Linked DNA regions of Mus musculus: regions 1, 2, 3, 4, 5 and 7 are each linked to region 6. The links are chromatin contacts, called in public HiCAR-type, HiChIP or PLAC-seq and promoter capture Hi-C maps. All regions are on one chromosome and are shown on one strand. Each heading gives the region's core, a stretch centred on a gene start, on an enhancer-like site or on the middle of the called end of the contact. The rest is flanking DNA. Distances are from core to core; before and after follow the strand shown.

The links. Promoter capture Hi-C pulls out the DNA fragments that hold promoters and counts their contacts. HiCAR-type assays count read pairs that join an accessible place to other places. HiChIP or PLAC-seq counts read pairs in DNA pulled down with a chosen protein or histone mark.
Region 1: a promoter capture Hi-C map of liver shows a contact between it and region 6, with 5 times the contacts expected there. The contact joins the promoter of Arfip1 here to the promoter of Rps3a1 in region 6. A contact is called at or near these places in 10 of 39 promoter capture datasets (the 3T3-L1 cell line, 3T3-L1-derived adipocytes, cranial neural crest and 5 more), 5 of 484 Hi-C or Micro-C datasets (CD4 T cells, pre-pro-B cells, rod photoreceptor and 1 more), 7 of 115 datasets of contacts at active chromatin or transcription factors (the 230-238 cell line, astrocytes, embryonic stem cells and 3 more) and 2 of 9 other capture datasets (adipose tissue and liver).
Region 2: a contact with region 6 is called in a promoter capture Hi-C map of neutrophils, with 7 times the contacts expected there. The contact joins the promoter of Mrpl24 here to the promoter of Rps3a1 in region 6. A contact is called at or near these places in 4 of 39 promoter capture datasets (liver, neutrophils and pre-B cells).
Region 3: a contact with region 6 is called in a promoter capture Hi-C map of neutrophils, with 13 times the contacts expected there. The contact joins the promoter of Gpatch4 here to the promoter of Rps3a1 in region 6. A contact is called at or near these places in 5 of 39 promoter capture datasets (erythroid cells, liver, neutrophils and 1 more) and 4 of 484 Hi-C or Micro-C datasets (erythroblasts, granulocytes, liver and 1 more).
Region 4: a contact with region 6 is called in a FOXA1 HiChIP or PLAC-seq map of pancreatic cancer cells. The contact joins the promoter of Pear1 here to the promoter of Rps3a1 in region 6. A contact is called at or near these places in 1 of 39 promoter capture datasets (liver) and 1 of 115 datasets of contacts at active chromatin or transcription factors (pancreatic cancer cells).
Region 5: a contact with region 6 is called in a promoter capture Hi-C map of neutrophils, with 5 times the contacts expected there. The contact joins the enhancer-like site here to the promoter of Rps3a1 in region 6. A contact is called at or near these places in 3 of 39 promoter capture datasets (hippocampal neurons, neutrophils and pre-B cells), 1 of 484 Hi-C or Micro-C datasets (CD8 T cells), 1 of 115 datasets of contacts at active chromatin or transcription factors (astrocytes) and 2 of 9 other capture datasets (adipose tissue and liver).
Region 7: a contact with region 6 is called in a HiCAR-type map of astrocytes, with 3 times the contacts expected there. The contact joins the promoter of Mnd1 here to the promoter of Rps3a1 in region 6. A contact is called at or near these places in 4 of 39 promoter capture datasets (hippocampal neurons, liver and pre-B cells), 1 of 115 datasets of contacts at active chromatin or transcription factors (astrocytes) and 1 of 9 other capture datasets (liver).

Annotation. Positions count from the first base shown.
Region 1 is chr3:84,580,857-84,584,671 of GRCm38.p6, forward strand. It overlaps Arfip1 (ADP-ribosylation factor interacting protein 1), which reads right to left and starts at 1,769. Exons shown (of 9, transcript NM_001081093.2): 1 at 1,558-1,769. Gm35410 (predicted gene, 35410) reads left to right here and starts at 1,559. Exons shown (of 1, transcript NR_164319.1): 1 at 1,559-3,760.
Region 2 is chr3:87,917,678-87,921,442 of GRCm38.p6, forward strand. Mrpl24 (mitochondrial ribosomal protein L24) reads left to right here and starts at 1,867. Exons shown (of 6, transcript NM_026591.3): 1 at 1,867-2,028.
Region 3 is chr3:88,040,704-88,044,729 of GRCm38.p6, forward strand. It overlaps Gpatch4 (G patch domain containing 4), which reads left to right and starts at 2,403. Exons shown (of 8, transcript NM_001110809.2): 1 at 2,403-2,476.
Region 4 is chr3:87,767,593-87,771,252 of GRCm38.p6, forward strand. It overlaps Pear1 (platelet endothelial aggregation receptor 1), which reads right to left and starts at 1,361. Exons shown (of 25, transcript NM_152799.2): 1 at 1,286-1,361.
Region 5 is chr3:84,336,276-84,340,190 of GRCm38.p6, forward strand. No RefSeq gene overlaps it. Among named protein-coding and RNA genes, the nearest start is that of 4930565D16Rik, 42 kb to the right of the region's middle. Within about 2 kb of position 1,481, at least 79 of the 459 cell types and tissues checked have an H3K27ac peak or open chromatin away from gene starts, as enhancers often do. A contact at or near this core is called in CD8 T cells, liver and neutrophils, where this site is marked.
Region 6 is chr3:86,141,020-86,145,168 of GRCm38.p6, forward strand. Rps3a1 (ribosomal protein S3A1) reads right to left here and starts at 1,649. Exons shown (of 6, transcript NM_016959.4): 1 at 1,489-1,649; 2 at 679-782; 3 at 220-407. The coding sequence starts at 1,550.
Region 7 is chr3:84,153,544-84,157,462 of GRCm38.p6, forward strand. It overlaps Mnd1 (meiotic nuclear divisions 1), which reads right to left and starts at 2,243. Exons shown (of 8, transcript NM_029797.3): 1 at 2,119-2,243. The coding sequence starts at 2,121.

The sequences.
Region 1 (3,815 bases), core at 519-3,018, 1.6 Mb before region 6:
ACTAACTTGGTTCCTTCTATAGGTCCAGAAAGGAATGTAGAAATGCGGCAGTTTTGAAGTAGTGAGATTTCAGGACCAGGCTGAAATCCCTGCACTCTGCTCTGCATAACACCCGAGTAAACCATGTGTAACTTGGGGAAACAGCAGCTCCGTGAATAAACTGTTTCCTTTAGCTTCAACAAGACACTAGACCAGTACTTCTTAATCATGCTGCACATTCCACGTCTTTTAAGAATTTGATAAGAAGAATGCATTTCCCCAGAACACACACATACAAACTTTGCACATCATTTCAGGGTAGAGATAGAAAAACCCCTGATTCCTGGACTGAGACCCCAACCCAGGATTAAAGCAAGCATAATCCAAGAAAAGTAACATCTTGTCAAGCAGGAAACAAAATAGCTCAGGCAAAGCCTTTTATTCAGAAAATCATAGTGGAAATATGCTGTTTTCCTATATACTGTTAAACTTTGGAGTTAGAAGGAAGCGTTGGTCACGGTGAACAAGAAAAACAAAAACGAAAATTAAAAGCAAATAAAAATAGAACAAATACAAGAAAAGTGTACATTGCTGCAACGCTTGCTCTGAAAGAGCAGCAATGAAATACAAGCCATTCCTGCAGCCTCCAGAGAACTGACCAACCGCCATCAATCTGGTGCACCTTTCTTTAGCAATCAAGTTAATCAAATGGCAAGTGTGAACACACCTTCGCAGTTGTGAAAGCAACACGTTGATGAAAAGCCCTGCGATTTTTTCATTCGTCCTCCGCCCCCCTGATCAGATAAGAACCAAGAAAGGATAGTTCAGGAAAAAATAAAGGAGGGACGCACAGAAATCCTGAAAGGGTGACTTAAAGGATCTGCAGGAAGTGTAAAATATAAACTTTTTGAGATCAGAGGGTTCAAGAGGAAAACAAGAACAAAGCCAAGGAAGCAATAACAGGGGAGAAAGTCTAGAATCTAAGCACTTAACACACACACACACACACACACAGAGAGAGAGAGAGAGAGAGAGAGAGAGAGAGAGAGAGAGAGAGAGAGACGCTTCCTTTCCTAGACACGTAAAGAGTAGTTAACTTGGCAATAAGGAACGCACCAGAAGGCAGGGCCACAATTTCCTCCTCCAAACTCCAGCATTCCTTGGACGCCCTCAGGCTTGGGACATTTCAGGCAGGGCGCCTCCCTCGGCACCGGTGTCAGGCAATCTCTCCAAGAGATTGCTACCTCCCTTCCTCTCACAGCAGGAGAGAGGAAGCAGGACACTCAGGGAAGAGCAGGGGGAAAGGCGGCCCACTCGGACAGAGTCCAGAAAGCCCCAGACCCTGCCAACTCTTCCCACTGCCGAGCGGAGCCGCCCCAGGGGCCAGTGCTGCCCCCCTTCACTCCAGAACACACTCAGACTCAGAGGGACAGGAGGGACCAAGGGGCGGACTTGGCTGCTCCCAGGGATGGAAGTGCCCAGGAGCAAGTTTGATGAGAGTAGCCGCAGGCGACACATCCATCTGTCGGGAAGCACGCCACCCCAACCCCTTCCTTTCCGCCGCGGCTCCGCCCTCACCTGTCTGTCAGCGGGGAAGCCGGCAGCGCTCCGTCGCGGGCTCTCCCGGTCGCAGCCCTCGGGAATCACGTCGGCCAGAGGGAGAAGGGACCGGAAGCGCAACCGGGAGCTTTTCCTTCGTCTCCTCCCCCACGCCTCGGGGGCGGGGAGCAGCTACAGCTGTCACAGGCTCCGGGCAACCAACCGCCGAGGACACTTGCACCCGCGACCTCTCAACCCGGTCTCCGGCGCTTGCACCCTACCCGCGAAGCCGGAAGCGAGCAGACCGGAAGTGCGGGGTCTTAGGCCCCGGACAGCCTCTCTCTAGAAGCCAAGCCCGGGCCCCGCCACGTCTCTATGGTGCGCGCGCGTCTCCCAGGGGGCTGGGTCCTCCCGACTCCGCCCCGGGCCGCGGCCCTGTGAACTACATCCGGGAATCCGCACGGACCGTTGCCGGGGTAACCGGGTTGCAGCGTAGAGGAACAGTCCATAGTTTGCGAAGTGCAGCCCTCCAGCCAGACATCCTCTACCCTTTTCCCACACGCGTACTCCGTGTCTGGAGGGTGGAGGTGGCCGTAGCTCACCACCGCGGAGCCGAAAGTTTGTCAACCACCGGAGAGAAGAACGGGATGCGGAAGGGATGGAGCGAAGATGAGTGTACCGGCGCTGGCAGCACGGAAGCCCGGCCCTCGCTTTCTTAGGTTTCTCGCTAGCTCTCCGCGATCACCGCACTCTTACCAGTCTGTGCACCAAGACCGGCAACCGTGAACGTGCGGTGGTAGCTCTGTTTCTGTGCTTGCTCTCTGACAGTGGGCTCATAGTACTTTTCTTCGCTGCTCCTCTTTTGCCGGCAACCGAACTCTGCCTTCTTGCTCATCCCCTCTTAAGTAGATCGCTGACGCCCCGTCCACAGAAACAGTTCAACTGTCCCTTCTCCCAGAGCTCTTCTTGGTCGTTTCCTACCAGACTTTGGGGGTACCTGCGAGAATCTTCCCTATTCCCAGCGGTGTTAGATAATGAGTTTAAATATCCTTGTACTGTGTCTTCCTCAGTCTGGTTAATAGTAACACTACATACATTTACATAATGCACTACACATATTTCAAACCTAAATAACGGTATTGTCTTAGATTGCTAGCACATCAACTCAAACAAAACATCAACAAAAACAGTGCTGACATGCCCAAACATAAATCTTGTATAAAGGGCTTTTCTGTTCTGAAATTGAGCTATAAAGGGAGTGGTGGGTGGGTACCAATTCTCTCAAACTGTAATTATTCTGCAATGTATTGTGAATTTTCCTACTCAAAACCATCCTCTTGAGTTGAAACCCATTAGTCTTCTCCATTATTAGAAAGGGGCCCCTGTCTAGTGTAACTCTTGCTCTCGTTCTGTAAGAACTGAATAAGACTTGTAGCTAAGTGCAAGTGTCATCATGTACAGGGCTTCTGAAGGGTGACTTGGAAAACATGTCTTGCAATGCCCGGTTGTGTATGAATGGTGTGGACAGCTAGTACATAACAAAACTGGGTGTCTCCTTGAGGATGCCTGGTGGTGTTTCTTTAAATTTGGGGATACTTGGCTTCTTTTATTATCTATTTGTTCTTAAGTTGTATACTTTCTCTAGGAATTGCTGATAGTTTTTATGATGGTTCTGATGGACTTGGAACTAATGCTAATTTTCTTTGATAAAGATGCTATTAGTTGTCTATTTTAAGTAACTGATCGATCAGTCCAGTGAGGTTCTGGTATTCTGCATGATTATCCTTATCCATAATATTGTGGTGAGCAAGACTATGATGGGATTAATTTATTTCTCCCAAGATTTCTTTTGCCCCAAGAGAAATGCAAATGTAGGCCCACCTTTAGAAACACTGAAATCTGCTTCTGTTGGTGATGAAGAATTGCAAAATACTTCTGTACATCATTTGGACTGAAGGAAGCAGAGGCTTGTGTTCTTTGGATTTGGGGAAATTTTTCACTCGTGTGTGTGTGTGTGTGTGTGTGTGTGTGTGTGTGTTACTTGAGATCAATTTTTTATACCAAACGTTTAAACCTATTTCTACTTAAATGAAAATTTATTTTCCTTTCCTTCTTTTTTCTTCCTTCTTTTTTCTTCCTGTCTTCTTTCTCTCCTTTTTTTCTAATACAATTTTGTCCCTTTTTGCCCCCAAAGAATTCTGTCTGTCCATTCTGCTTAGAAAGAATAAAAGATTCCTATTCCTCCCGGTTGATATATATGATCAGAGAGGTAAGAGAAAAGAATTTGCTGTCACATA
Region 2 (3,765 bases), core at 617-3,116, 1.8 Mb after region 6:
GGCTCACTTGCTCTGGTCAACTCTGCTCACTCAGTCCCTGCTCGAGGATTAGAGGCCTGTGCCACCACGCCTGGCGGCTGCAAGGATTTAAACTGAGGACCTTTGGAAGAGCAGTCAGTGTTCTTACCTACTGAGCCATCTCAGCAGCCCCTCCAAGAAGCTTTTTTAAAAAATCCTTTAAAGTAGCCGGGTGTGGAGGCGCACGCCTTTAATCCCAGCACTTGGAAGGCAGAGGCAGGCGGATTTCTGCGTTCTAGACCTGGTCTGAGTTGAGACTGGCCAGGACAGCCAGGGCTACACAGAGAAACTCTTGTTTCGAAAAACCAAAAACAACAACAAAAATAAACAACACCCACCCCCGTCTTGAAAAACCAAAAAAAAAAAAAAAAAAAAAGTCCTTTGAAGTTATCTGCAGATGTACAGCAAGCTTTGGAGTATGCATGAGACAGTATATATATAATCAGGGATGGTTGGAGATTCAGTTTCCTGTACATGTGTACTTCAGAAAAGAGAAACGGAGTATAGTCATGGGAAATACATGACTTTTGTCGAGACAGGTCACATATAGCCCAGGACACACACTAACTGTAGTGGAGGAGACCCGTTAACCGACTCTGCCAAGTGCTGAGTTCCAGCTGTAGACGTTCCTGATTGGTTTTTTGTTTTGTTTTGTTTTTGAAGTAGGATCTTCTTATTGGTCTCAAACTTAAAATTCTTTTGCCTCAGTCTCTTAAAAGTGTTGGGAAGAAGAGTTTGGTTCTTAGACCTTCAAGAGCAAGTCAAAATGTAGGGAGGAGAGGTTACCACTTAATGCTAGTTAGGTCGGTGACCACAGTCGGCTCTGAGTCCAAAGACAAGGTCTTAGCCAGGCATAATGATGCACACCTTCAATTCCAGCATTGGAGACAGGTGGGGAATCTGAGCTCTAGGCCTGCCCAGTCTGCATAATGAGTTCCAGGACAGCCAGAGTTTACATAGAACCTGTTTTTAAAAAATAAAAGGCTTTTAGGTAAGAATTACTGCTTTTAAGATAAATGTTTACTGAGCATGCAGTAAGCCTGGGATATGCAGTAAGGGCTGGGTTCAGTCTGGAGCATCATATAAAACCAGATTTGATGGTTAGCTCTCGCACCTGGGAAGGAACAGCAGAAGCCAACTAGCAAGTTTGAGGTGATCCTGGGCTACATGCACCACTCTCAGAAAACAAAAGCAGCTGAGAAGATAGAGCACTGTTGTTCTAAGTTCATCTTGCTGGGTTGCTGGTTTAGGGATAGGCCAGGTGAGGTTAGTTTGCCCACTAATGAAGTTTATAACATTACAAACTGTAGGGGAAAGCTGCTTCAAAGCTCGTAGTCATCAGCAAACTCAGGAATGAAAGGAAACATACTTAGTCTAATCAGAGCAGGAAGGTGAGTGGAGTCAAATAGCGAGCTGATAAAAGAGATCTGGTCTCTGCTAAATTTTGGTAGGGATGCCTGCCAGTCCACGGATGGTGAGAGGACAGGTGAACATGGTCGAAATCTTCCAGTACATTTCACACGAGTGATTGCTAATATAATATCACTCTTTTCTCTGAAAAGGCGGGGCATTTTTTTTTAATATGCCGCGTCCTGGTCCCTCAAGCAGAGAAGAGCCAGGACATAAAGGTGATCTCATCTGGAAATGGACACCCTTTGCTTTGAATTAGGAAGCCATAACTACCAAGAAAATGGAGCCATGTTCTCTGTGAACTACAACTCCCAGTGGTCTCCACGAAGAGCGCGAACGAACTTACGCAGCAAATTAGCATGTCTTTCGCCTTCAATTCCCGACATGCCTTTCCCAGTCTGGATTTCCTACGGTTGGCTAAATTTCCTGTTTCCTGTCCATTTTGTAGCAACGGACTAGAGTTCCCAGACGCTGGGAGGCTCGCTTCGGTTTTGTTTTGTTTTGAGCCTTCCTTTCCGCAATTTGACTACATCTCCCAAAAATCCGGTGGGTGGGGACTGCGGACGTAGAGAACGCACGTGGAAAGAAAGTTGCGGGGAGGTGAGGCTACTCAGCGACGGGGAAGGTCGGAAGGTGGATAAGCGAAGGGACTTCTTTTCCTAGTTTTAAACTGAGCCTTGGGCTCCTCTTTTGCTAGGACGTTGGAGCTATCCGCATATCGGGGTGAGTCTGACGAGGGAATTACTTGAGGCGGTGACCTGAGGACTTGTACTGAGAAGAAAGCCAGCCCCACCACGGAAGTGACACTAGCTAGCATCTAGGTTGTGTAGGGAACCAAAGGGAAAGATGGAGTGGGGGCCTGTCCGGGGCCTAAAGGAGTTTTTAAAACAAACAAGCAAGACCCCCCCCCCCCACACACACACACATACACACTTGTGATGCTGCATGCTAAGAGAGGGCAAGGTTTTCCTGGATCTTGCTGTTAGCATCCCTTACTGAGTTCTCAGTTTTCGACTTGTCAGGTAGTAGTTAGTGCTTAGTAATCGTGTATTTGATCTAGATAGAAATAGTCCCCGTGTTTCTCTAGCATCATGGTAACACTTGACTTTGCTCCCATCTCTTATCCTGAAATGTATAAAAAAAGGAGTAATAGTTCACTTATGCAAAATGCTTGCCTGTTATATGTGAATCCCCAAGTTTGATCACCAGCACCACACACACATACAAATCACAAAACATGATAAGATTATGGGCAACTTTTCATCGCTGTTGTTAGGCTTCTGTGAGATGCTATTTAGCATGGTACCACGCCAGTAGCAACTGTTTTAGAAAGCTTACTGCATGCTAGGCTAGCATTTTTACATTGAGCGTTTTTACTTTGTTGGTTTCATTCAGATAGGTTTCTCATTATAGCTCAGACTGATAATGTTTTTTTTTTTTTTTAAGATTTATTTATTTATTATATGTAAGTACACTGTAGTTGTCTTCAGATACACCAGAAGAGGGCACCAGCTCTCATTACGGGTGGTTGTGAGCCACCATGTGGTTGCTGGGATTTGAACTTCAGACCTTCGGAAGAGCAGTCGGGTGCCCTTACCCACTGAGCCATCTCACCAGCCCCGATAATGTTTTTATAAAGACGAAGGATATGTTTTGAAGAGCGCAGTAAGATGTGGTGGGAGGTGGTACCTCAGTGGGCATCTCTCCCCACCAAAGTACCAGCCATACAGTGGGTCTAGTATAGAATAAAGTTTATTTGGGGGCATGGGAAGGGAGTTGAGAAGGAAGTAGAGGTGAAGAAAGAGGGGACAGAGAAGGACAGACAGAAAGAGAAGAGGCCGGTCAGAAACATGTGGAGGTGAGATGGGGAGAAAGGTCTGAGGATCTGAGACCAAACCATCCCTTTTATAAGCAAGCCGGGACCACCCAACAGCTGTTTTTACCCCTGCTATTGCTATTCACTTGTCTTGTGATTGCTTGCCTGTGGACTGTCCTAGTACTTTCTTCCATTACCTGTTTTCCTCCTGCTCTAATGTTCATGTACTCACGTAATAACTCTCTTAAGTACCTTCAGTGCCAAGGTCTCCTGAGATAGCTAGCAATCCAAGCTAGATAGTGTAGCCCCTGGTCTCGTGAGTTTTTTACTTATAAGTCAGATATATGGGGGAGGGGGTTGAATACAGATGTTCCCATGGATGGAAGATACATTACCTCTTTGTTTTCTCATTTGTAAAGATAGCCTGTGAGGAGTGTCAGTGAGATGAAGTCCTCTACGAAAGAGAGTCAGTGCTTTAATAACAGTCCTGGAGCTATATGGAGCTATATAGCTGGATATGG
Region 3 (4,026 bases), core at 1,153-3,652, 1.9 Mb after region 6:
AAAGGTAGAGGCAAAAGATTGCTACAAATTCAAGGCTAACATGATTTACAAAGTAAGTTCTAGGCTAGCCAGGACTATGTAGCAAAACTCTTTTGTTCATAAAGCAACAAGGAAACCAATAGAGAGGCAAAACAGCAAGGATAAAGGCAGAAGGATCGATTCTTTAACAACTGGGCTCCACATGACCTGTGATCCATGAGCATGGGCTTGGCTCTGCCCTTAAGACCGGTTTTCATGTAACCAGACTGGCCTTGAAATTGCTGAAGAGCTAAGTATGACTTTAAACTCCTGATTCTCCTGGTTTCACCTTCCACGTGCTATGAACACAGGCATGCACACATGCACACCATAACACACACCAAGCATCTGTGATACCCTCTGCAAACACCTAGAGCTGGATCTAAGGACATGCTGGCCTTGTCTATTCCTTTTTGGATTAGAGTTCATGACCACCGTGAAAGAGCACAGAAGCAAACAGGCAGACACAGCACTGGAGTAGTAGCTGAGAGCTCATGTCTGATCCACAGGCACAAGACAGAGAGAAAAGTATTGGGAATGACATTGGATTTTGAAACCTCAAAGTGACACTGCTCCTCCATCAAGGCCATGCCTCCTAATCTTTCCCAACAGTTCCACCACCTGGGGACCAAGAATTTAAACATAAGAGCCTAGCGACATTTGTACTCAAACTACTATAGGAGGTGCTATAAAAATGTATTGGTTAGCAGGATAGTGAGATGCTCCTATTTGCCTGTGGTGATTTGAATTTGAATAGGTTTGGCCCCCATAGAATCATGTGTTTGAATGTTTGGCCCAAAATGAATGGCAATATTAGGAGGTGTGGCCTTGTTAGAATTGATGTGGCCTTGGCAGAGGATGTGTGTGTCTCCCATGATTAAGCTCTGCTCAATGTGGAATTCCAGTCTCCTCCTGGCTGCCTGCAGAAGGCAGTCCCTGTCTCCTGCCTTTGGATTAAGATGTAGAACTCTCAGCTCCTCCAGCACCATGTCTGCCTGCAGGCTGCCATGCCTCCCACCACGATGATAATGAACTGAACCTCTGAAATTGTAATCCAGCCCCAATTAAATTTTTTTTCCTTAGAAGAGTTGCCTTGGTCATGTTGTTCCTTCACAACAATTAAGACACTATCCTAATATGGGCCTCACACAAATGATACACAGATGTGACCAGATAACTCTTTTGTTACAAAAGACTCCCGTTCTCTTGACATGGTCAGGGTAGTAGGATGATTTTCAGAATTCACCCATTGCATCTCTGTTTCTGCTATCATGGGTTTTGTTTTGTTTTGTTCTGTTTTGCTTTTTTAAAGATTCATTTTTAATTATGTGTTTCTGTGAGTGGGCCTGTGTATATGTTTATAGATACCAGCAGAGGCCATGGGTCCCCAGGAGTTGGAGTTTACAGGTACCTGTGAATACCCAACATGGATACTGTGCATCTTTTTTTGTTGTTGTTTTTGTTTTGTTTTGTTTTTCGAGACAGGGTTTCTCTGTATAGCCGTGGCTGTCCTGGAACTCACTTTGTAGACCAGGCTGGCCTCGAACTCAGAAATCCGTCTGCCTCTGCCTCCCGAGTGCTGGGATTAAAGGCATGTGTCACCACCCAACATGGATACTGGTAACTAGACTTGGATGCTCTTGAAGATCCCCCACTGTAATTTCTTTTCTTTTTAATTAATTGTTAAGGATGTAATTTTATATGTGTGTGTGCGTTGCCTGCATGTATGCATCTGCAGTTCAGAAGTTAGAAGGTGTTGGATCCTCTGGAATCCATATGGGTGCTGGGAACTCAATCTGAAACACTCTTAATGGGTTAGCTATCTCTTCTGCCCTCAGTGTATTTTCTTTATTATATCCTTTGCCGTAATTGCGTTCTAGATAACAAGCAAATGGCTATTCCCATATGGGGAGGCAATATGAAACGCTCTTTTCCCTTGTTTTTGGGCGGCCGGCCGGCCGCAGAAGCCTACAACTGCTGGTGGGAATGGTGTACTTGCAGCTCCGGTGCCCTGGACCCCTTTTCGTCTCCTCTTCTTGGAGCAAGTCTACATGCTCCTCCAAGTTAAGGGTCGAGTCTTAAGTGTTCTTGTGTTCCCAGTACGAAAGGGACAAGGTAGTGTGCAACCAGTGCTGATCCCGCTACGCAGAGCCTGAGTGTCCTTGCCTCAAGGGAGGCACTAACTCCGGAAAGCTCAGGATAGGGTCGGGGGTGGGGGTGGGGGTGGGGGACCCGAAACAGAGGTTAGGGCGGCGCATTGGCTTCCAACAACTGCAGGAAGGAAACTAGCACCCAGCCTGGAACTCAGTTTCCGTGGCAAACATCCAGGGGAGTGGCTACTGTCAGGACGTCTCTATGGTTTCTGCATCCTAGAAGGGCCAAAGTTCACTTCCGGGAAGATGGCTGCACCCAAGTCGGGTGTCACACGTGCTTCCACGGAGAGGACTGTACACTGACGGTAAGGAGCTTGCTTTCCCCAGGGGCGGGAGCAAGGGCGAAGATCGGAGAGTAGTTCCACCCTGCTGACTCTGTGGCTGCGGGGCTTGGATTTATAACCGGAGGAAAAGGCGGCGGCTGGTCCTCTAGGCTGCTGCAAACGGGTGGCTCTGGACATCCCTGGAAACTGGCTGGAAAGGAGACCGCGTCTCAGTGTACTTGCAGCCTTCGCAGATCAGGCTGCGTCTGCCCACGCCGGCCCATTGCAAGTGCGTTAAAAAACGATTCCTACTGTGTCACTCATTTCAGTCCAGAAACGCTGAACGATTCTCAAGGGCTGGGAAATAAAGCTTGCCTCCGCCTTCCGGGAAGTGTGGTTTTGAATTACTGTGATGAGAAATAGAATGTGGGGAAGGCTTACAGCAGAAGAAAGAAGCTGTAAAGGTACAAAGCAGTGAGTTGCTCATGAAATGCTTCACTACCAATCCTGGATCCACTACTTGCCAGTTGTTTGGTGTTCGAATTAGCAGTGTTCGATTTCTTCTTTGTAAATTAAGGCTAAGTAATACCTTCTTATAAGATGTTGGCAGGCATCAATGAGACAATCCATGTGAAGCAGTTAATAGCAGGTTCGTGGTGAGTCAATGCACTACAAGTGTGGGGTATGATTATTCTTACTGTTAAAATAGTCAGAAATAATTTGGTATTTATAATAAGTGGTATTTGCATGGTGACCTCAGCATCTAAATTTTACTTCTGTTTCCATTTCAAGAAGCAAGGTAGCACCTGGGAGAGAGGCAGGCCAGTGTAACCCAGGCTAGCCAGGCTAATTAGTAAGCCCTCAAAAACAAAAAAAATCCAAGAAGACCACTTCTTTTTTTTTTTTAATTTTTTTTTAATTAGGTATTTTCCTCGTTTACATTTTCAATGCTATCCCAAAGGTCCCCCATATCCACCCCCCCCAATTCCCTACCCACCCACTCCCCCTTTTTGGCCCTGGCGTTCCCCTGTACTGGGACATCTAAAGTTGGCAAGTCCAATGGGCCTCTCTTTCCAGTGATGGCCGACTAGGCCATCTTTTGATGCATATGCAGCTAGAGACAAGAGCTCCGGAGTACTGCTTAGTTCATATTGTTGTTCCACCTATAGGGTTGCAGATCCCTTTAGCTCCTTGGGTAATATCTCTAGCTCCTGCATTGGGGGCCGTGTGATCCATCCAATAGCTGACTGTGAGCATCCACTTCTGTGTTTGCTAGGCCCCGGCATAGTCTCACAAGAGAGAGCTATATCTGGGTCCTTTCAGCAAAATTTTGCTAGTGTGTGCAATGGTGTCAGCGTTTGGAAGCTGATTATGGGATGGATCCCTGCATATGGCAATCACTAGATGGTTCATCTTTTTGTCACAGCTCCAAATTTTGTCTCTGTAGCTCCTTCCATGGGTGTTTTGTTCCCATTTCTAGGAAGGGGTTAAGTGTCCACACTTTGGTCAAGAAGACCACTTCTTTACCCCGTTTTTGTGTTGCTGTATTCACAGTTCCGTTTCATTTGGGCTTCATGCAATCATCCTTCCTA
Region 4 (3,660 bases), core at 111-2,610, 1.6 Mb after region 6:
TTCTCTGGGTTTCTCGCTGGTGGAGCAGGCTGCCTGGGGAGGGTTTCCTCTTCTGGGTTGTCTGATAGGGCATGTTGGAATGGAGTGGAGAAGCAGAAGCCAACCCTCCCACTTCACCCTTCACTGAGAAGAAAAAGGCAAGCCAGGGAGGGGGCAGGTTTTGGAAGAGCAGCCAAGCAGGGTAGGCTGGCAGGTGGGAGGCCAGCCCACACCCATCTCACCCATGCACACACAGCCAGAGGTAGGGCACTGTACTGTGGGCTGGAGTTGGGTTTGGAGAACAGCCTCCAACCCCCTAGGCCTAGCATAGGCAGGGGTTGAGAACTGACCCCTTATCCGGCCCTGCCTAGAGCTAAGGCCTGGCTGAGCCTGGGAACTTCAACCAGCACACGCTGTTCCAGTCTCCGGGGACCAGGGGTCACCGTCCCCAGCTGGGGCAGCAGGCTCTACTAAAAGTCCAAAACAAGGAGTCACGAGTCCGTGGCTAGAGGCTGGAAACAGGGATGCGAAGTGAGGGAGGCCTTGCTGGATGGAGCTTGGGTTCCCGGGCCCCAGGGCTCACACTATCAGCCTGGCTATGGGCCCACATCATCCAGGAAAAAGAAAAACAAACAAAAAAACAACAATAAACAAGCCTCAGAGACTGTAGGTGCCTATGGCTGACCTCTCCCCTACAAGATGGGAAAGGACACGCAAATCCAATCTCTTCCCTGGGCAGGGGTAGGGGGCAACACTATGAACACTAAACAGGGTCTTTCTCCGCGAGACATAGGAGGAGACAGGCAGGCAACTGTGTTTTGTTGGTCCTCCCAGAAAGAAGAAATTGGGGGATAGAGGGAAGACAAGGTTTAGGGTTGCTTTTCAGGGCTTCGGTACCACCACCATGGTTCTACACTAGCAAACAGCACACTGGAATCCAGGAGACTTGCAGGCTGCCTTCCTCAGGGCGAGAAGAGAGCTCTCCCAGGCTGGTCCCCATCCTAGCTCCTTATCCTCAGAGCTACGCAGCTTTCTTTTTCTACTTAGTTAGGTCTCCCTCTCCCTCTCTGCTCGCTCTCTTCTTTCTCTCCTCTCTCTCTCTCTTTTCACTTAGGCGGCTTTCTCTACTTAGATCTCACTTTCTTCTCTTCCCCTAACTCTCTCCTTTCTCCTTTCTCTTCTCTTTCCACTTAGACGGAACACACACACACACACACACAGGAGTCCCCACTCCATCTCCTCCTTTCCTCTCTTCAGGTTTCAGCCCAGCGGTCTCGGGCTCCAGAGCCCAGGGCAGGTCACTCACCTGCCTCGGGGCTCGGAGCTCGGAGCTCAGAGCGGCGTGTTGTACCGACGGGTCCTGCTGGCCGACAGAGCTGGCTGCGCGGGCAGGAAGGGGGTGGGCCTCCGCCCGCGCCCAGGCAGGAAGTCCGCGCGGGGAGGCTGGAGCCCGGCCGGGTGGGGTCAGCCCTCCGCACGCCTGTCTGCGAAGTGGACGGGGAGAGCCGCCCAACCTGACAGCCCCGGCTCCCGGCGTCGCGGTCCACCCGACGCCCCTCTTTCCTGCCCGGCGGCGCCCCCTGGCGGCCTTCAGGGGAGGGGCACCCTGCCTGCGCGGTCAGATCTTTGGGACCTTTGCAAGAGTTGAAGCAGGATTCTGCTACATAAAGAAAGCAGATCTTGCTCATCAGCTTGCTCCGAAGAACTCAGCGACCTACCACAGTCAGGTCTCAGAACAAAGACAACTTGGGCCTGGGGGAGTGTGGCTTATGCTGCAGGCCCTAGGTTGAATTCTAAACAGCAGGGACACCTTTATTTAAGAGTGATTGACATATAATAAAAATAAGCCCACTTGGCTTGATGAATAATGTTCCAAAACTTTATCGTGGCAAAACATACACAATATAAAACACATCCTTTCAACAAATGTTAAGTATACAGTTCGGTGGCATAAAGTATTTCACATATACGAAACCTTTGCTACTGTCAATTTCCAGAGCTTTCTCCTCATCCCAAACTGAAACTCAGTCTGCATCCCCTGGCCCTGGTAGCCATCGTGAAGTTAGGCTATATGTACCTCAGCTCCGGCCTCCGACCTTCCACATCTAGCTTATTCTACTTAGCATGCTGTTTCATTGGCTTAGACAAATGTGTTCATCCCAATAAAAGTGTGGTTTAAAATGTCCCTCTCTGGGGATGGAGAGATGGCTCAGGGAGGGGTCGAGGGGGTGTAACGCGCTTGCCACCAAGCCTGATGACCTGAGGTTGAACCCAGGGACCCACATGGTAGAAGGTGAGAATCAAATCCCAAAACTTGTCATCTATGCCCACAACAGTGCCATAGCATGGTACATATTCCCTCCCCTGCAACAGAAGTCAATCTAATGTTTTAAAGTCCATCTCCCCCAGTGTACCTACTCTAGGCTACAGTAAGGACGCAGATTCCGTCCTCACCCCTAGCCCAAACCCCACGAAAGTTTTGATTTGCTTTCTGTAGTTTATATTTCTAGAATATCCGTGTAAATGTCATCATAGAGTATGTACTCACGTATGTCCATCTTCTTCCCCTCACCATAAAGTTTCTGGGCCGTTGGGTGTTCTCTACTACAGCAGGTGACAGCACTGGGCTATTCAAGAACAGGATTGCTGTGTCCTGACAATTCCTGATTCTTGGATATTGTGGTTCCAAGCTGTTTGTGTATAATACTTACTAATATTGTGTATAATACTGATATATAATAATTACTAATATTATTATTATTATAATCCAGGTGAGAGACAGGCAATGCTGTTTAACAGTTGTTCTGATGATAAACTGGGCAGAGCTCAGGTGCAGTGGATGGCAACAGTGTTTCAGAGAAGGAAATACGAAGTTGGACTGCGGTACCATAAAATGTCCAGCAGAGGGCAGTAAAAACCAACGCAAGGTCAGGCGGCATAAGACCCATCATTTTTGAAGCCTTGGAAATTACCTGATCTTTCTCATTTAAATGACCAATGAGGGCAACTGAGGTGCAGAAAGAAAGTGAGACATATGTGTGGCTCCACTTGTGCTCAGATGTTCTGCTCCATGTTCTTTTTTTTTTCTGGGATTGCATTCTGCCCTACGGCCCACATCCCATTCCTGCTAAGAAAGTTTAACACTTGAGTCCCAGAAATAGTTTCTTCTACTGTTTTGCTAAACAGTCACATCAGATTGCCTTCTAAATAGCCACATTATTACAATATTAGCGATTCCTCCAGCCTTCATCAGAAAAGCTGCTACCTCTTTCTCCTCTGCCTCCTCCTCCTCCTCTTCCTTTTCCTGTCCCTCAGCTAAAGCAACCTTTATTTAATATCATCCATGAGCCTTTTCCTGTCCCTCAGTTAAAGCAATCTTTATTTAATATCATCCGTGAGGATGAACACTGGCCAGGTCCACACCCAGAATTCCCAGAGAATAGCTCAGGGAAGCTTCATATAGCAGCAGGCATGGGTGAACGCAGAAACATGTAACCAAAGTGCAGAGAATTAGTAATGGTGACGTATCATCCCAACTGGGACAGCTATAGCATCCCCTCCAAGGCTGAGAGACCACTGCAGGGGGAAGGCAGAAAGAGTCCACAGCAAAAAGATGTCTCTGGACACGTGAACTCAGCATTTCCTGGGGTCCTGCTCCTCCTAAGGGGACAGTGGACTGTG
Region 5 (3,915 bases), core at 231-2,730, 1.8 Mb before region 6:
GCATGCACTGTGAAAAAGCCCAGTTTGTGCAATGCTGGAAGACTGACCCAAGGGCTCTGTGAGTCTAGGAAAGCGCTCTACCAGCTGAGCCGCATCTCCAGCCCTGGTCATTTCCCTTAGGCTGTGAGATGGTAATACACGTGTAAGCACTCCATATATTCCTTGAACTGGAACTTTGCAGATCTGTGGGCCTTCTTGATTAGATATTATGCTCCAATAATACGGCCAGGGTGTGAGAAGCTCAGCAGTCCAATGCTTGCCAAGCTTGCTTGCACAAGGCCCCGGGCTCCACCCCTTGCGCTAAGGAACTGGAAAGATGACTGGAAGGCAGGGGCTGAGTACCTAGCGCACAGTGCCAGCTTGTCCTCCGGAAGCGGAGGCCAGGGCCGATCGTTTGTGCTCTCGAGTTAGGAAGCATTCTGAGCAATAAAAAGAGACTCCCTCATCTCAAAAAAAGCAAGAACAAAACATTCCACAGCTACAAAAAAAATAAAATAAAATAAAATAAAATAAAATAAATGCACATGATCCTTGTGCGTCAGCAGAGAGCACTTTCTCAGTCTCGGAGACACAAGGTTAAGAAGACAGCAGCAGATGTTTCTGAGGGTCACATAGCATCGTGCCGTTTACATAAAGTTTTAGAGGTCACCATCTGTATGACATGGTACTTATGGATCCTGTGGATGTGAATATATATGTCTGTGCGGGTAAGGAGGAAATGCAGAGGGAAGCAGATCATACTTGGGGGCCTCTGCTTAGTAAGGCAGGTAGGCAGTATGCCACTAAACCATTGTCTATGGTCTCTATGCAGTAACATATATAAACACACACAAACATATACATACATTGTTTGTTTGGTTTTGGTTTTTTTGTTTTGTTTTGTTTTGTTTTGTTTTTTTTTTTTGAGACAAAGTTTCATTGTCTAGCCCTGGTTGTCCAGGCTGGCCTTGAACTCACAGAGATCTGCCTGCCTCTGCCTCTCCGGTATTGAAACTAAAGGCATGAGCCATCACTGTCCGGCTTGTACTAACATATTTTAGTATAATTTTGTTTGTTTGTTTGTTTGTTTAAAAAAATCAGGACATGTTACATCTCTTTGCATCCTTCTGGTTCCTCTTTCTCCAGGACTCTCACCGGTAACCTTCAAAGCAGAGAGTCCTGTTTTTCTCAGACTTGGTGCTAAGGAGCATACATAACATCTGGGGTCCCATTTCCTGAACATAAACTCCAGCTTTGCCATTGGCTGTGTGACCTGGGCAAGTGACTCAATCTCTCTGTGTTTCAGTTCACCCGTATGTAAGGTGAGGGTTCTATAGCAAGACTGAGCTAAGGAAGTGGCTGCTGAGGTCCATGACGTGTTGCTGCCAGAACCAGTCCGTGTGACGACCTTCCAGAGCATACATCCAGACTGTTGGGAAAGGTGGGTGAATGCTGAGTCCCCCGCTAGCTTTACTCTCTGCTCTGCTCACCTACAGGAGGCCCAGGAAGCCGGGGATATAGGCAGGGCTCCTCCTTCCTCTTCCGCCTCTGTCTCTTCCCACAGCCCCACCCACTTCAGCTGCCCCGGGTTTTGTTTTTCTCCAGCGGGGGGGGGGGGGGGGGGGGGGAAATGGGTGCGGCCTGGCTCCTTTGCCTTTTGCCTCTGCCGAGATGTGCTGCGCTTTCTTTCCATTTTTGAGACAGTTGCCTGAATTAGAGTTACATTGCCATCCGGGTCCTTCGCTTTGCTTGGGAATTTTAAAAATCTGGTCTTATCCAGGCTTCATCCTCACAGGACTAAGTGACAGCCTTGGGGGTGACACAAGTCTGGTAGCCCTAGCACCTGCAACATAGGGCCACCACAGGGAGAGAGCCTCAAATCTATGTACTTTGGGCCTCCTGTCATAGACACAGAGGCCCTGAAATGACCTGGGCTCTGCTTACTAATCAGACAAAGATCTTCCGGAAGTGGACCCCATCACCTGAGAGACCCAAAGATGACCTATGGACTCAAAGGACCCCGCTCTGGTTATTTGGGCAGGAGGAACGATCCGATGATTAGGCAGGTGATCCCATGCCTTCTGTTACAATGTCCTTCTATTCTGGGTCCCTCCTTCCCGCATTAAATCACAGTCTTTGCAAGGGTATCTGTCCGTGGAGGCTCTGTGGAGAAGTCACTTTATGAAGTTAAATTATTCATCAGAAATCCCTTGAGAAGACTGGTCCTTGCGGCTAGGACAGGCTGACTTTCACCTGAGCCGTGGCTCCCACCTCCTAAGGACAGGTCCTGCAAATCCTTCTTGAGGTCTGGGGAGCCATGCGTGCCGGAGGAGCAGAGCTGGAGAGCCGCTGGCTGGTGCCCCCATTAACATGGCTGTTCTGCCTCCTGAGGTGTGTGGATCCTTGTGCTTTTCCATTCGTGTGTGTGTGTGTGTGTGTGTGTGTGTGTGTGTGTAACGCTTATCTGTTTTGTTTGCTGTCATTTTTAATAAAAAATTAATTTCACAGGTTTAAGTACAGGCTTGCTGCTACAATGTCCTTCTATTCTGGGTCCCTCCTTCCCATGTTAAGTCACAGTAAGGGTGTCTGTCCATGGAGGCTCCGTGGAAAAAAAAGTCAAAACTAGCCAGGTGTGCTAGCTAGATTCACATCAGTTTGACACAGCTGGGGTCATCTGAGGGAACCTCAATTGAGAAACCAGGACCAGGCTGTAGGCAAGCCTGTGGAGCAGTTTCTTTTTAAGGAGTAGTGGGGGAGGGTCCAGCCCACCGTGGGTGGTGCCATCCCTAGGCAGGTGGTCCTGGGTTCTATAAGTAATCAGGCTGAGCAAGCCATGGGGAGGAAGCCAGCAAGCAGTAATCGGCCATTGCTTCTGATCAGCTCCTGCCTGCCTCCAGGCTCCTGCCCTCTTTGAGCTCCTGCCCTGGCTTTGCCCAGTGGGCTGTGCTGTGGTAGTGTAAGACGAATCATCACTTTCTCCCAGGCTGCTTTTAGGGATGGTGTTTTATCATAGGGGGTGGAAATCCTAACTGAGACACCAGGCACAGTGGTAGTGCAGCAGGAGACCTGGCACTGCAACGCCTCAGGTAGGAAGGTCAGCTGAGCACAGGAATGCAAGGTTAGTCTATCTCAAAGATGACTGACCGCACTTCTTAAAAAGTTGCCTTTTTTTGTTGTTTGTTTGGTTTGATGTTTTTGTTTTTGTTTTGCTTTGTTTTGTTTTGTTTGCCAGGCAGTGATGGTACACGCCTTTAATGCCAGCCCTCAGATTCCACCTCTGGAGTTCAAGGCCATCCTGGTTTACCAAGCAAGTTCCAGGACATCAGGGCCACTTTTTTTTTGAGTAGGGACCAATGAGATGATTTAGTACGTAAAGGTGTTTGCAGGGCCAGCTTGGGGACCTGAGTTTGACCCCTGGGACCCATATAAAGGTAAAGAAGAGCACTGAGTCCACAAAGTTGTGGATCTCCTCATGATTCCTATTTTCTATACCACATGTGAGTGCGCACAATACACACACAATACAATAATACACACACAATACAACAATAATAATAATAATAACAACAACAACAACAATAATAATAATAATAATAATTAATGCCTAGTGCATTTTCCTATAGCCCCAGCATCCCAGCCAAGTCAGGAAGATCGCAAGTTCAAGACCACCCTTTGGTTACATAGTGAATTCCAGGTTAACCTGAGCCACACAATGAGACACTCAAACATCAACAAAACAAGAACTTACCGAACAAAAGCACCAGAACGCAGCTTGTGCAGCTCTGGAGGGGATGGTGGTGGGTGTGAGAGAAAGAGCTAGGAGTAAAGTTACACTCCTCTAGGTCACAACAGGGAAGGGCCAGGGCCCGCTAGACCACAGTGCAGAGCGCTGGTGTGCTCTCCTGACCCAACTTAAGAGGAGCCAGAACTGTATCA
Region 6 (4,149 bases), core at 399-2,898:
ATACCAAGTTAAAGGATGCAGCTCAATGTTAGGACTGATGTCCCAGCATGTGGAAAGCCCTGGATTCTACCTCCAGCACTCAAGAATTAACAGTGATACTCAAATGAAATGAAACCAACTTCTCCATTCCATGTTTTGATACTACCTACCAACCAACACACCCATGACACATCTGCACACCCACACCACAGCACTCACACTCGCAGCTTTTGGTCTCACCTGCCACTTCTTGACCATGGAGCACATTTTGTCCCGGGTAAGATCCATACCATGGAAGTTAGTCAGACAGTTTTTGCCCTGAACGTCCTCAGTGATTAGCTTGAATTTTCTAAACGCAACTTCATCATTCTGTAGATCAGCAAGGCTCACTTCAAACACACGACCCTTGAGGCCATCAGAGGCAATTTCTAAAAAAGAACCACAAACCCTGTTAACTTGTTAACCAAACCCACCTTCACACCAGTGGCTTACTGCCAACACCTAAACGTTCTCTTGGACAGCTGTACAAACACTTCATTGCTGCCACATCTGTACTAAGACCAAGCACTCCCAATGCCAGGCCCTCCAACCACTGGGCTGACATTTCAATCCAGCGCCCCATCAGAGTTGACCAAGGCGCCGGTTAATATGCACATGCCACAGCTTAGGAACAAAGCAAAAGGGGCCCACAGTACTCACTGGTTCCTTGAGTCCTCGTGACTAGTGTCTTCCCGATGTTCCTAATATTGAACATGGCTGGAGCTTTCACATCGTACCAGTCTTTCTTAGAAAATGGATCGACCCTGGATGGGAGAAAAATAACCTCAAGTTTCTCTGTAAATTGTAACAACACTCCCGACCACTTTTAAACGCTTCTTATCCTTCAGACTTCTGTTAACAGTTTCCCAGGCACGATCTTGCAATCGGCCTGCACTTAACACGACGGACGTCCTCCCCGTGGGGTGAACGTCTGCGAGGCCGGCTGGTCTGCCAGTGCACAAAGCAGTAAGTTCGAAGCCATGCCTTCCCCACTCCTCCATCACACAGGCAGTACTATATACACACTGCCCTGGAACCTCAGGGACCTGTGACAGTGACTGGTCCGCAACAGCACAAACTGCTGCTAAACAAGTGTCCCGGGTCTCCAGGTCGGTCCCACGAGAGCCCAGCACACAAGTTGACATGGGGTCCCGACATGGACAGCCAGAGTGACTGACGTAGAGCGGTGTTAAAAAGTGCCACGGACTTCCAGCAACCCAGGAGCCCACAGTTCGCGCGCGACACGCGAGCGACTGCTAGAGACGCAGGGCGGAGATCACACGCGGCGCGCGACACCCGGCCGGGTGGCGGAGAGGCGGCCGCCCGGGACGCACCCGCCAGCCGCGCAGCGCAGCACCGCCGCGCAATCCACCCCGCATCCTCACCATCCGCCCCACGCCGCACCCCAGAACCCGCCCACCAACTCCTGCGGAGCCCAACGGCCGGGGACCCGCGCGATCCGCCACTCACACTTTCTTCTTAGCTCCCTTCTTGCCACCTTTCGTCAGGCGCTTGTTCTTGCCGACCGCCATGGTGCCGACCGGAGAGCCAAAAGGGCGGAAGTACAACTCGCGCGAGAACTTAACGCGAGCCGGGCGGGGAGCGCCGTCTACGTGACCCTTGCTCTTTCGCCCTTCCGGCTTTAAGAATCTCGCGACACTAGCTGGCGGCTCGTTTCCCGCCGTGCTGCGACAGCGCCCTCGTGTGTCGGGAGGTCGCGCAGCGGGCCGCGGGCTGGCTAGGCTGTGCATGGGAGCCTGCAGATTGTCAGAGATGCTCAACCCACTTCAGGTTTCTTGTGGTTTCCGTTGCCCCGAGGGTGGGAACTCTCTGTTTCTAATTTTGAGAGTACGTTTCTTCCCTAGACCATGGGCTTTGAATCAGAGATAGCAAATCCATGTTCAAATGGTGATTCCAACAGTACTTAGCCTTCTGACCTCTTTAGCCATCAGTTCCCTCGGGTGTAAAACGGGAATATTCATGTGATCTATTTCAAAACATTAGTGTAATTCAATAAGCATGACTTCGGGCACGCTGTTCACGTGCTGACTACTCTTGGGCTTGGCTGTGTTGTGAACTTTCATGAAAAAAGAGGCTTAGCCGTGTGTGCAATCCCAGAGCTCTGGAGGCAGGAGGACAGCAAGTTGGAGGAGAGCCTGGAGTATATGGTGAGTACTAGCCTGAACTACCTAGCAAGACAGACTGGGAAGGGGAGAGGAGAGAATATATATATACACACACACACATATATACATATGTAACTCTTACACATTTGTAATCACATTTTTTTTTTGTATGACTATGTGTGTGGTCCTGTGCCTCACAGGTCTCTGTGTGGAGGTCAGAGACCTATTCTCAAGAGTTGGTTCTCTTCTTCCACTATGTGGGTATAAGGCTCAGGGAGAGGCTGCCATCCTGCGCACACTGGCCCGCAGCGCTGCCATACAATGTGCCCTGCCTCCTCACTGCCTGAGAGGTCTCTGCAGGTGCCTTTACCAGCTGAGCCATCTCGACAGCCCTGGGTTTTTGGTTGGTTGGTTTTGTTTTTTCTGGGATAGGAGGAGTGTTTGGGTTTTTAGTGGAGTGGGGACTAGAGTGGTGTCCTGGAAAAGCCTCAGCATGCCTGAGACAACGGATTCCATCTCTAGCACCCCAAAAAGGCACAGTCGTGATCAATTGTTGTACCTAACTGCCCACCAATTTTCTTAATGCAAACCACCCCTTCCCCACTTTTAAAAGTGATGTCTTTATTTTTATTTTATATGGTTTGCCTGCATGTTTGTCTGTGTGAAAGTCCCAGATCCCCTGGAACTGGAGTTACAGACAGTTGTGAGCTATCATGTGGGTCCTGGGAATTGAACCTGGGTCCTCTAGAAGAGCAGTCACTACTACTCTTAACCACTAAGCCATTTCTCTACCTCTATCTCCACCCCTCCACATCCCCAAACCCCCACCATAAAAAATGGCTTCCCCATTCTTATGTTAGTATTTTTCAAAACAAGATTCCTCCTGTGTTGTTCGGGCTGACCTCAAATTCACCTTCCTCAAGCCTCCGCCTCCTGGGTGCCGGCATTGCTGACATGCTCTGCCACATCTAGTTCAGAAGATCACAGCCTGGTGACATGTCACCAGCTACCTCAAGGGCAGAACTCTAACATCCTCTCTAGCCAAGGCCAAAAACAAAAAAAATGGTGACCAAATCAGAACCAACTCCCTCTTCACCAGGCTCCCAAGAAGTTTTTAAATGCTTTTTTTCCCCTTCAGATATAAAGATTGATTAGGGTTCAGAAACAAATTGAAAACTTTCTTTAACAAAATTGACTCTGATTTGAGAGGAGGGCTACCGTCATGTTACCCTATATTTGGGAAATGACAGAAATGCCTATTATAAAGATAACATGTACCCAGCTGTCTGAGGCTAAAACAAGAACAGCAAAACCTGTTTAGTTGAAAGGAACTTGTGGAGCCAGGGGTGATGGCACACCCCTGTAATCCTAGCATTCAGAAGGCCAAGACAAGAGTCTCTGAGGGTAGCCTGGGCTACACAGTGAGGCCTTTCTCTGAAGACCTAGGACTGGAAATGTTGCTCTGTGACAGTGTATATTGGTGTGACCAAGGTAACTTGGTTCATCGTCCTTGACCATAAAGAAATGTGTAAATGTGTGTGTGTGTGTGTGTGTGTGTGTGTGTGTGTGTGTGTGTGTTATAATATAAACACCCCAAGTAGTAGCTAGGAGTATTTGGTTACAACTGTTGCTATTATTGTTATTTTGAGATGGAGTTTCTGTATGTGGCTTCGCCTTCTCCCAGATCTTACAGGATCCTCCCACCTCAGGTTCCCAAGAAGCTAGAAGTCTCGTCATATTCTGGCTTCTAGCTGAATGTGAGGCTCTCCTCCATCCTCTCTGTCGTTTGCCTCTCTCTCTTTAGGATGTGTATGAGTCCAGTGTAATCAAGTTTCCCTTTCTGTCAACAGGTGCCTTTCTCTGCAGCTCATCCACCCTGTCCTATAAATGGATCTCTCACACCATTCCTGCTCCTCCATCGAGTCACCCCATTGAAGGGTACCAAACTTCGTAATGGGTCCTGTTTAACTTCTCAGAAGACATTGTCAGAATTCGATGGAACCCG
Region 7 (3,919 bases), core at 993-3,492, 2.0 Mb before region 6:
CATGGAGGCAGGGTTATTACATACATCTGAACACAGAGGCAGGTTTAACTAATCTTGGTAACCAAGGAGCAGTCTCTCTAGGGGAGTGAGTGGTCTTCAGGCCATAAACGTGCGCAAGGGAGCAAAGCTAGTGAACATTTTCCACACAGACTGTCAAAACTCGCACTCCTCTTCTGGGGGAAACATAGCCACCTCTCTAAGCCTGGAGCTGGGGGGGGGGGGGTGTCTCTGATGAGGCCATGCATGTCAACAACACAGGTTCACTGGGGTCTTCACTCATTCAAGGCTTGCTCAGCTCCCTACATTAGGACTTAATCATGTGGCTAAATCAGGAGAAAACAGAGCCCACATCTGGGGTGACAAATCCTAATATTTTGGTATTATAAACAGTTTCTGGAAAGTTCTTTACAATCCCCCAGAGGCAAGCAACAAGGAGACTCTAATGTCCCGGGGAGCTCAGTTTCGGAACGCTCTTACTACCACAATATAAACATCATATAAACGCAGCTGAATTGGAGCATGACTTCCAGCATGATTTATCCCTGTGCCTTTTAGGAGTTCTTACTAATCACAGTTGGAAACATCCAAGGTCAGATTTAAAACAACTAATGTAAAATGGACATCATACTGACATTAGAGACTTCAGCAAGAAAGAAAAAGAACGCCAGGCGGTGGTGGCACACGCCTTTAATCCCAGCACTAGGGAGGCAGAGGCAGGCGGATCTGAGTTCAAAGCCAGCCTGGTCTACAGAGTGAGTTCCAGGACAGCCAGAGCTATACAGAGAAACCCTGTCTCGAAAAAACCAAAAAAAAAAAAAAAAAAAAAAAAAGAAAAGAAAAAGAAAAGAAAAAGAAAAGAAAGTCCTCAAAACTGGGGAGGGGTATTTCCTTGTGGTAAAACACAGATGCCTTCAGATTATGAAGGAGACGCAAAGCCATCTGGGGATTACAGGCCTACGTTTGTAATTGTTTACCTGCCAAAGCAAGCCAAATCGAAATAGTAATTCACATTCGGAAAGAGGTCAAAAGTTTAACTTTGACCAGACTAACAGTGAACTTTTTCCTGCTCATATATAAAACTAATAGCAATACCTGCGTGAAGAGTTAAGAGCCATTAAATCCCTTTGGCAGTAGGCAACTGCCCTATAAAGAGGGTTAAATAAGAGGGTGAGGCCGGCACATCAATAATTCCTAGTTCCTTTTAGTCGGGTACTTAAATTCTACAAAGAGAAACATGATAACACCAAACACTGGTAACACTGTTGTTTTGAATCTGGTCCTGGGCTCCTTGGGCCATTGCATGCCCAGGTGGCCCGTCTGTTAGTTTAACCACAAAGAAGCCGTTATCAGTTATAATTACAGCTGGGCAATTTTTTTTTTTTCAAATAAATGCCCAACGACCTGATCCTTGTCCACCCTGTGTGACGACCAAAATTAACTAAATTAAGATATTAAAATCTGGGGTCACTCTAGCGACTCGTTGATACTCTGTCGCCAAAAGTGGAAAGAATGACACAAAACTTTGAAGGTAGTTGAAAAAAAAAAACGATCCAAAGGGCAGAGAGTCATTAAGTCCGAATAGACAACGGCGATTGGTAGTAAACCAGGATTGGCCCGCAGAGAGCAGGGTGGGGTGGGGGGTGGGGGAGGCTGGGGTGGGGGGTGGGGCGTCCTACCCTGCCCTTAAAGGCGGGGGTGCGGGGTGGGGTGGGGGTGTCACTGCCATGATCTAAAGGCGGAGTGATCTGGGCGGCTCCTGTTAGCATACTAAGTACAGTGGTGGGGTGCAGCTGAAAAAGGGGAGCGCCGTGCCAAGCAAGTAAAAGGCCCCGGGTTCTAATTCCAGGAGAACCGAAGGGCACTGAACACTTCAGTGGCCAACTCCGCAGCGCGTGCGCCCTGGGGTTCTCGGTCGGGAGCCGCGGATCGGTCCAACTTGCGGGGCTTCTGGATTCGGTTCTAGAACGCTCCGGTTCGGAACCAGGGCGGCGCAGGCCGCCATCAGGGCTCGGGCGCAGCAGTGGGCGCGGGGCCAACCTCACAAGGCCTGGCCAGGCACAACCCCTGCTGCCGCGGCCCCGAAGCCCAGAGGTGCGCGCGTCGGAGCCTCGCTCTTACCATGCTGCGCGAGGCGGCCTCCCTGTTTGAGTCTGGCGCCAACAACCGCGTGGGGTGGGAAGGACCGGAGGAAGTGCAGGGGAGATGCAACGACCCCTGGCGGCCCTGGTAGGACTGCGGGACCCGAGGGAGGAGCCGAGCCTGGGCGGGGCTTGAGAAGATGGGCAGGGCGGTGAGGGGCGCGGCCTGAAATAATGGGCAGGTCCAGTAGGGGAGGAGCCTGAGATGGGCAGGGCCGGACTGAGACCAGATGGACCAGTCTGGGTTGGGCAGCCTGTAGGCAGAAAGGAAAAGTTGGGGCCTGGCGTGGGAGCTGGAGCAGGGAAGGCTTCTGTTCCCTTCCCGTGCCTCTGGGGTTGCAGAGTTGCTTACTACTTAAGTGTTCAATGTAGCTTTTAGTTTTCTTTTTAAAAGGCAACTTTTGAGTCTTCGCTTTTAAGTGTGTTCTTTTAGCTTAAAAAAAAAAATATGGGGCTTTGGCTGCAAGAAACGAGTACATTTAGAAAAGAAATTCTTTTTCTATTTTATTTTATTTTTGTCTTATTTAATTTTATTATTTGGCTTTTTTGGGACAAGGTTTCTCCGTGTAGCCTTGGCTGCCCTGGAGCTCTCTCTGTAAACCAAGCTGGCCTCGAACTCAGTGATTTGCTTGCTGCTGCTCCCTAAATGCTGGGATTAAAGGCGAGCACCAACCTCTAGCCTTAAAAAGTCCTCTGATACAGAGCGGTGAGAGTGTACAGAGTAGTGCAGGTGTTCTGCATTACAAATGAAACGTAAATATTCTAGTGCTGCTGACTGTCAGACCTTAATAAAGAGTATGTGGGAGCTTTCTAAATTATTTCTTGCAACTACTAGTGAATCTGTCTCTCAAAGTTTCACTAAAACCTTTATTTTATAAGATAGGATAAACGTGATTAGCAAAAATCATCCAAAGCATTTACAAAGGAGAGCAATAGTCGGGGATGGGGGTGAGTATGTATCCAAACCTGCTTGCCATGCTCATACCCTGACAACAGGCATATAGCAGAGATGTTCCTGTCAATTATGTGACACAGAGTTTTCATCACATCCACTTTATTAACGCTTTTCTAGAGTTCTTAATTTGCTCTTTATCACAGTTACTTTTTTAAGTTTTTTTTTCAATCCTAGGTTTTCAGGACAGGGCTTCCTGACAGCAAGTCTCTCTCTCTCTCTCTCTCTCTCTCTCTCTCTCTCTCTCTCTCTCTCTCTCTCTCTCCCTTCCCCCTCCTCCTCTTCCTATGTTATTATTATTATTACAATAAAAATAAGTTTATCCAATCAAGTAACAACTATACAAATGCAAGCAATTTTAGTCATTTTCTTTTTGGTCAACCTATATTAGACCTGAAATCTTTACTGAAAGTTCCCAGGTGATGGTGAAGTGTGGTTGGTTGCTCATCTATGCACATAATTTATGTGTTTTAAAGACTGAGGTCAAAGCACAGAGTCAGTCAAATACTTGAGCAAAAAGTCAACCAATTAGAGCTTCTGTTGTACGGTGAACAGACCAGCTGAGAAGTAAAATGAGCTGTGTCAGTCCCTAGAGGCGTGTGGGCTTATGGAAAGAAACAATCTGAGTGCTGTGTGCTCAGCAGGGTGGGTTAGCCGGGGAACCTTGTCTCTAGAAGGCAAGCAGTTTGCTTTATAATCATCTCGCAAATACCTTTTAAATCCATGCTTTAAAGGAACTGGAATCATTCCTAGCTACTTAAAATACAAACTCTTATGAATGAGCCACAAACATCTTTCCCCAACCTTTCAGACTGTGAGCTCTGAGTCT